Linked DNA regions of Mus musculus: region 2 is linked to region 1. A link is a contact called in public Hi-C data. All regions are on one chromosome and are shown on one strand. The core of a region is the stretch at or near the end of the contact, and the rest is flanking DNA. Distances in the headings are between cores, read along the strand shown. Region 1 overlaps Gnaq (guanine nucleotide binding protein, alpha q polypeptide). Region 2 overlaps Gna14 (guanine nucleotide binding protein, alpha 14).

Region 1 (3,157 bases), core at 240-2,739:
AGCAGTGAAGTAAATAATTTGATTTTGCTCTTTTAAAATAGTAAACCTTATTGGTTTTCCTGAAGACTTTAGTTCCAGTAGGTCCACTGCCACTGGAAGAGATGGCCACTCCCATGAGCACATGGGCAGCACAAACTGGACTTTCTGGATTATTAAAAACAAATACTGCAGGGTTGTAGGGGGTCACGTAGAGAAATGCAGGTGAATGTGGAAGGAATTAAAGAAGGAATAGAGAGTGGATATAATCAAAATACATTGTATGAAATTCTCAAAGAATTAATATAAGTATTTTAAAAGAAATATGAAAATGAAAAGAAATATGAAAAGAAATAACAAAGTCTGTGGTAGCAGTTAGAAGTTAAGGCTGATGCTTAAGATGTTGTCTTGGATTTCCAAAGCATAAAATCCTCTTATTTTGATGACCTTGTTTTCCAGTTTCCTAAATAGAATGGTACAGATTAAAAAACGGTACCTTGTGTGGTATTTCTGTCATGGGCAGTTCATGAAGGACACCTGTGACCAAGCAGACAATGAGTGTGTGGCTGGCGAATGCCCTAACCTCTGAAGGTCAGGGTTAATGACTTCTTTAAAGTGTTGTAAACTATTTTAGCCTTTTGCTGAGCAATCTGCTTCATGAGCATCCTCCTGTGTACATTCTGTCTGTGCATCTGCTTGTCTGTCTGACCTCGTTTAGAGTGTTCTAATGGAAAGGACTAGAAACCTCACATCCATGTGTTTCCGGCATCAGGAGGTGACACTGTGGACCACTTACCCTCCATGGTTTCCAGATACTGGGAGGCCTCACTATAGCCTAGAAGCTTCCTGTCGGCTTCTCTTGCTTCTGACAACAGACCCCAGCTGTAAACAACTCACAGATGACCGGCAGCCCTCAGGCAGGAGGGGATCTGATTTTCTACACGTTTGTTTCTTCAGCATCTTGTAGGAACAAGCACTACTTGAGAATTTATATGAGTGCCTGACAGTGGTGGCGCTCGCCTTTAATCCTAGCACCTGGGAAGCAGAGGCAGGCGGATTTCTGAGTTCAAGGCCAGCCTGGTCTACAGAGTGAGTTCCAAGACAACCCCCCCCCAAAAAAAGAAGAATTTATATGATTTATCATGCTACTAAAATTGGCAAAATATCAAGGAGGCAGGTAACTTATGCCACAGTCCAGCCTTGACCTGACTCGGGCAGCAAGTGATTGAAGGAACACAGAAAAGCTAAGATCCCGGGACCTGGTCATCTGGTCTCTCAGGTGGGGAGGCTGCAGTGCTCAGAAGTGCTGTTCATGACACACAGCTGAACAGGATGCAGGGTTATTGCATGCAGTTGAACATGGAAGCTATTCTTCATAGGAGCAATCTTGAGGCCACAAACATCCAGGAGGAGAAAGCTGCAGTGGAGAATTTCTCCCCCTGCTGTCTATATTCTCCCTCAGACACAAGAAAGGCTCTGTCATTCCTCTGAACACCACCACATGGGGATGAGTCATGGGGTGACCTGGCCACGCCATGGCAACAAGCATGCACCCAGGACTCTGCTTCCTCCCTATAGATTGTGTCATCTGAAAGAGTTAAGGATCCTGTTGTCAGCTTGGTCTGGTTTGGTAGTTTGGTTTGTGAGAAAGAGCGTGTGTGTATTGGTGACAGAGCAGTGAGGTGGAAAGGCTGTTGAAAGTGTTGTTCCAAGCTTAGTTTTGTTGCCTGGACAGCGAGAAGCACCAGCGTGTTGACGAGGAATCGGAAAATGCAGCCTTTGCCCATGAGCAGCAGAGCTCCACTGGACAGACGTGAGATGCCGTTGGGTTAGGCCCTTCAGGAACTTTTTATGCAGACGTGGACCAGACTCTAGCCTGTGGAAAACCGGCTTTCAAGGGGACTAGGGCCCTGTGAACATGCCCTGGCCTGTTCCTGGATATTGCACCTGAGTGGTTAGTTACAACAGGACCCCTAGTGTTGGAGCCATACAGATGTGTGTGTTCTTCATAGAGCCTACCATGTTTGCACCATGCTTGTCCCCAGTATACACTGCAGATAAGGAGAAAATGGCCTCTGTAACCCAAACAGAGGCTTTTCTTCTTTAGTGCACAGGTTCTTGGAGTCAGAAGCCCTGGGGAATGGTGCACTTGGAGCATGGCCCCTTCAGGTTCTGGAGCTTGTGTTTCCTCTGCTTCACATTCACACTTCACAGCCTTTCATTCTGTCAAGCTTCAACCCAAAGTCGCCCTTGATCCTGGTCTGACTGATTCCCATCACATCCTTCCTTCATCCATGTGAGCCGTGAGTCCTGTAGTGGTATAGCTGCCTGCAGTTCCAGGCAGGGGCTGTTACCAGCACAGTGGATCCAGCCGGAAACAGGTGGAAGACCCAGAGGCCCAGAGAAGTGTGGGAAAAGCCACGGAACCTGGGCCTGAAGGATTAGAAGTTGGAGCTCCTATGGGTCAGTGGGTCAACAGAGTGCACTGTAAGCTGGCAGTGACACGGGATCTCTATATGGAGGAGAACATTTGTGAAGAGGCTCGGATTAGGTTGGTCTGTGAATCAGGCAGTGTCAAGCTGTGAGTGTCAGGCTAGGACTAGTACTTTATTTAGCCTGCGGCTAGCAGTCATGTATTAGGAGAAAACATTACAGAGCATTACAGTGATGAGGGGTAAGAACTATCCTTGTGGCCTTAAGCAGGGCTCAACCAAGGAATGAGATTTCTGGCCACACTCTCTTGCTGCAATGACAGACAGGCAGGGCCAGGACTAGGAGTAGACAGCTGTGGCTGACTACTACAGTGTGGGCTGGGAACTTCCTTTTTCCATGTCTGCATGGTGGCTTCATAGAGTCTAGACATCTGTGGCCAAGCACATGGCCTTTCTCTGTGACCCCGAAAGGAAGAAAGAGCAGGCACACCCCCACCCTAGCAGGTGGCTTCCGTCTCTTGTGCCCCGTTCCAGCATTCAAAGCTACACAGCTGAGTTCAGAAGTACTAGCTGAAGGGAAAGTGATAGAAAGGCTCCTTGGGGCTAGGTGGAGGCCATGGCAACTAGTTAGCGCAGAATATTGTCCACCACAGTGAAGCCTGTACTGGGTCCTCTTTGATCCTCTTGGGCAGTTTCTATTAAAAACCTAAGAAGAGGCTGTGAGACTGTGTGCCACCCCCGCCCCTGCC
Region 2 (2,928 bases), core at 360-2,859, 160 kb after region 1:
GTATAGTTGGGGGTCCTTTAAATTTTCTATTGCAGGTTTGATTGTTTTGTGGAGGTGTGGATGGGGAGCTGTGTGCATGTGGGAGTCAGAGGGCAGCTTGGGGTACTCAGTTCCTCTGCCATGGGGGTCTTCAGGATTGAACTAAGTCATCTGGCTTTTGTAGGGACCCTGTTGGCCTAGATGAACTCTTAAAAAGTATCTCTCATCCATATCTCACATCCATGGATGTGATATCTCCCTCTGAGAGGGGCTGATGTGCTTAGAATCATGGCATTTTTTTCTTTTGCCTAGATCGTAAAGATAACTGGGCATTTTAATAAATCCGAAAGATCATCAGATGCAATGCAGCATTTGTTAAATCCCTCCTCTTTTTAAAAAATATGTATCTTAAGCTGGCTTTTAGGTTTCATCATTTAATTTCTTTCAACTTTCCCTTTTTGTTTTAAAAACCTCCTGTTAGCTCCTTGTTCTCAAAGAGTAGCTGCGAATCTGTCTCGATTTGCTTCCCATTCAGTTGTTGCACAAGTCAATCTTTCTTGTCCTTTAATGGCTAAACACAGGAATTCCTCAACATAAGAGAATAGAAGCTAGGGAAGGTGCCACGGCTTTGACGGTGAAATGAGGCTTGGGCAGACTTGAATAAGTGAATCTTACTGCTTCTCTAAAAATATTTTCTCCTTGGAAATGGAAGAGTAGAGCCTTGGGGGCCTGAGGATTCATGAAGAAATGAAATCGGAACTTGGTAGAAAAATTCAACTGAAGACGATTCAACTGAAGACGATGTAGCAGCTGGAACATTTCTGTCCCAGGTGGATTCTATCAGAAATGTCCTTCAGAGGGACCCTGCAGCAGTGTCTCCCTCCAGGTCACAGAAGCCTCCATACTACTGGCCACAGCTGCATATTCCCAGGCTCTCACTGAGGCAGATGAGACTCAGCTGGGGACTAGGGAACAGAGAATCTGCATTTCATTGGGTGCTTCTCGCTTCTTGACTAGTTCTTTGGCTTTACCCAGAGCTGGCCCGCTTTTCTCATAAACCCATATCTGCAGGAGGACAAGTCACAGGACAGCAGCCCAGGCAGCTGCAGAAACTTCCGTGACCCAAGGTCAGCCCAAGCTGGAGAGTACCAAACAAAGTTACAACAATTTCCTCTGGGCAGGCCTCTGCAGGTGAGAACTGCTTCAACGTAAAGGTTACAAAAGACGGTTTCTGAGTTTATTTATCACGACTCCACAAAAGGCTTGACAGAGAACCTGAGCCCCACAGTATGTTTGGCACCAGGTCTTCATCAGAAAGCCGAGCAGCAGGAACCTGGCATGAAAGAGCTGGCTTTGCATCTCCAGCAGGTCTTCCCACTCCAGGCAACCCCCTCCTAACTGCTTTCCCAAACGGAATCAACATGGAGGTCGATAAGCCATAACTATCCATCCCTGAACACTGGTGTGTCCTCTATCAAGAGAAACAAGATCCCTGTTTAGAGAAAGCCCACTTGGCAATCAATCGGTCGCATTCATAGCCCTTCAGCCTGTTGCTAATGTAAGTTAGGTGACATCCCCATCTGTCTTCATTTTTGTGAGTTAAGCTGTACTGTCTCCAGAGTGTCTGCTGTAACCCTAGGCTGAGAACACTGGCTTCTGGGAGGCGGGCTTGCAGGTCAGGAAATGTGCTAGGTCACTGCCTGTCTCAGGAACTTGATTAGTTCCCTGCCTTAGTTCTCAGGGAGCCAGTCTTTCTGGATTCTGGGTACATTCTAGAACAATTGGTTTCTGTTCAGTTATCTCTTGTCTATCATTCAAAAGGTTTATTTTGTTTTGCCTTCTATTTTTTCCTGGCTTCTAAAAGCAACTTATTGCCACCCCCTCACCCTCACAATGAGCTTTCTTGTGTTATTTGAAGTTAAATTAATACTTGACCTTAATTTGTGTTCTCAGTCTCAGAGGTGTAGGGTCTTAGTGTACAGATGTTTTTGTGTGTATGGGTTTTGTTGTTGTTGTTGTTATTGTTGTTGTAGTTGTTGGTTTGGGCCTGTTTTCAGCTCTGTGTTTGTAGCCTTGCTGTTCTGTATCTGCATAAGGTTCCTGGTGGAATTTCAGAGGCCCTGAAGAGGGAAGGGATCAGGATTAGGAGAGCCTCTTGGATGAGTAGTAGAAGGAATAGTTTTATCTACATAGGACGATCTTTTGTGGGTAATTCCCCAAAAAGCTGGGAAGAATTTCTGCTGGGATATTGTAAAGTCACTTTTATTTACTTTAGTCATCACAGGAAATACAAGGTTTTCATAGCTTATAACAAACATCTGAACAATATATAAAATAAAATATTAGATAGTCACACAAGTATCATATGGAGATGCCCAAATCACAATATTAATGCACACATGACTGAGGCTTAGGAGACACTTCTGGACAGTATAGTCAAGAAGACGACTGTAGGAAAGCTTTCAGCCCTGCAAGGCCAGAGGCCCACAGCCCTCGCTCATAGTCAGCAGGGAGCCTGTGGAGAGGAGAATAGAACATGTGTTATCTATACTCAAGAGACACATGTCCATTTACCCAGTGCTGAGGGTACTGGTCAAGAAAGAACAGTTGCTTAATGGAAAAGGGGGCAAAACTGCCTAAGTGGAGTTTCACAGCAAGAGATGGGTGGGGTGGGGTGGAGTGGAAGGAGGGGTGTCTTGATGCTCTCCTGCTGAGATGTCAGCAATTATGGTGACAGGAAGCAGACAGGAGGTCTTTTGGTGAATCTGTTACTGGCCTGAGTGTCTTGCCAGCTGTTGTCCATTGCCTTTATTATGGAAGGCAGTGGCAGTGAGAGGACAGGCAAGCAGCTCACATAGCAGGCTCTTGACGGACACAGATAAGAATTGAAAAGTACAGACATGCTTAACCTAATGATGGCCATATGTTCTGTAAAACACATTTCGCCAT

What was found. A called contact is a pair of places that touch in the nucleus more often than the background predicts.
Region 2: a contact with region 1 is called in a Hi-C map of the N1E-115 cell line, with 4 times the contacts expected there. A contact is called at or near these places in 16 of 484 Hi-C or Micro-C datasets (the 63-12 cell line, the AML12 cell line, B cells and 11 more), 3 of 130 datasets of targeted methods (CD8 T cells, embryonic fibroblasts and epiblast stem cells) and 1 of 9 other capture datasets (embryonic stem cells).

Annotation. Positions count from the first base shown.
Region 1 is chr19:16,370,427-16,373,583 of GRCm38.p6, forward strand. The region is part of intron 5 of Gnaq (guanine nucleotide binding protein, alpha q polypeptide); the gene reads left to right. Among named protein-coding and RNA genes, the nearest start is that of Mir496b, 57 kb to the left of the region's middle.
Region 2 is chr19:16,525,647-16,528,574 of GRCm38.p6, forward strand. The region is part of intron 1 of Gna14 (guanine nucleotide binding protein, alpha 14); the gene reads left to right. Among named protein-coding and RNA genes, the nearest start is that of Gm41811, 56 kb to the right of the region's middle.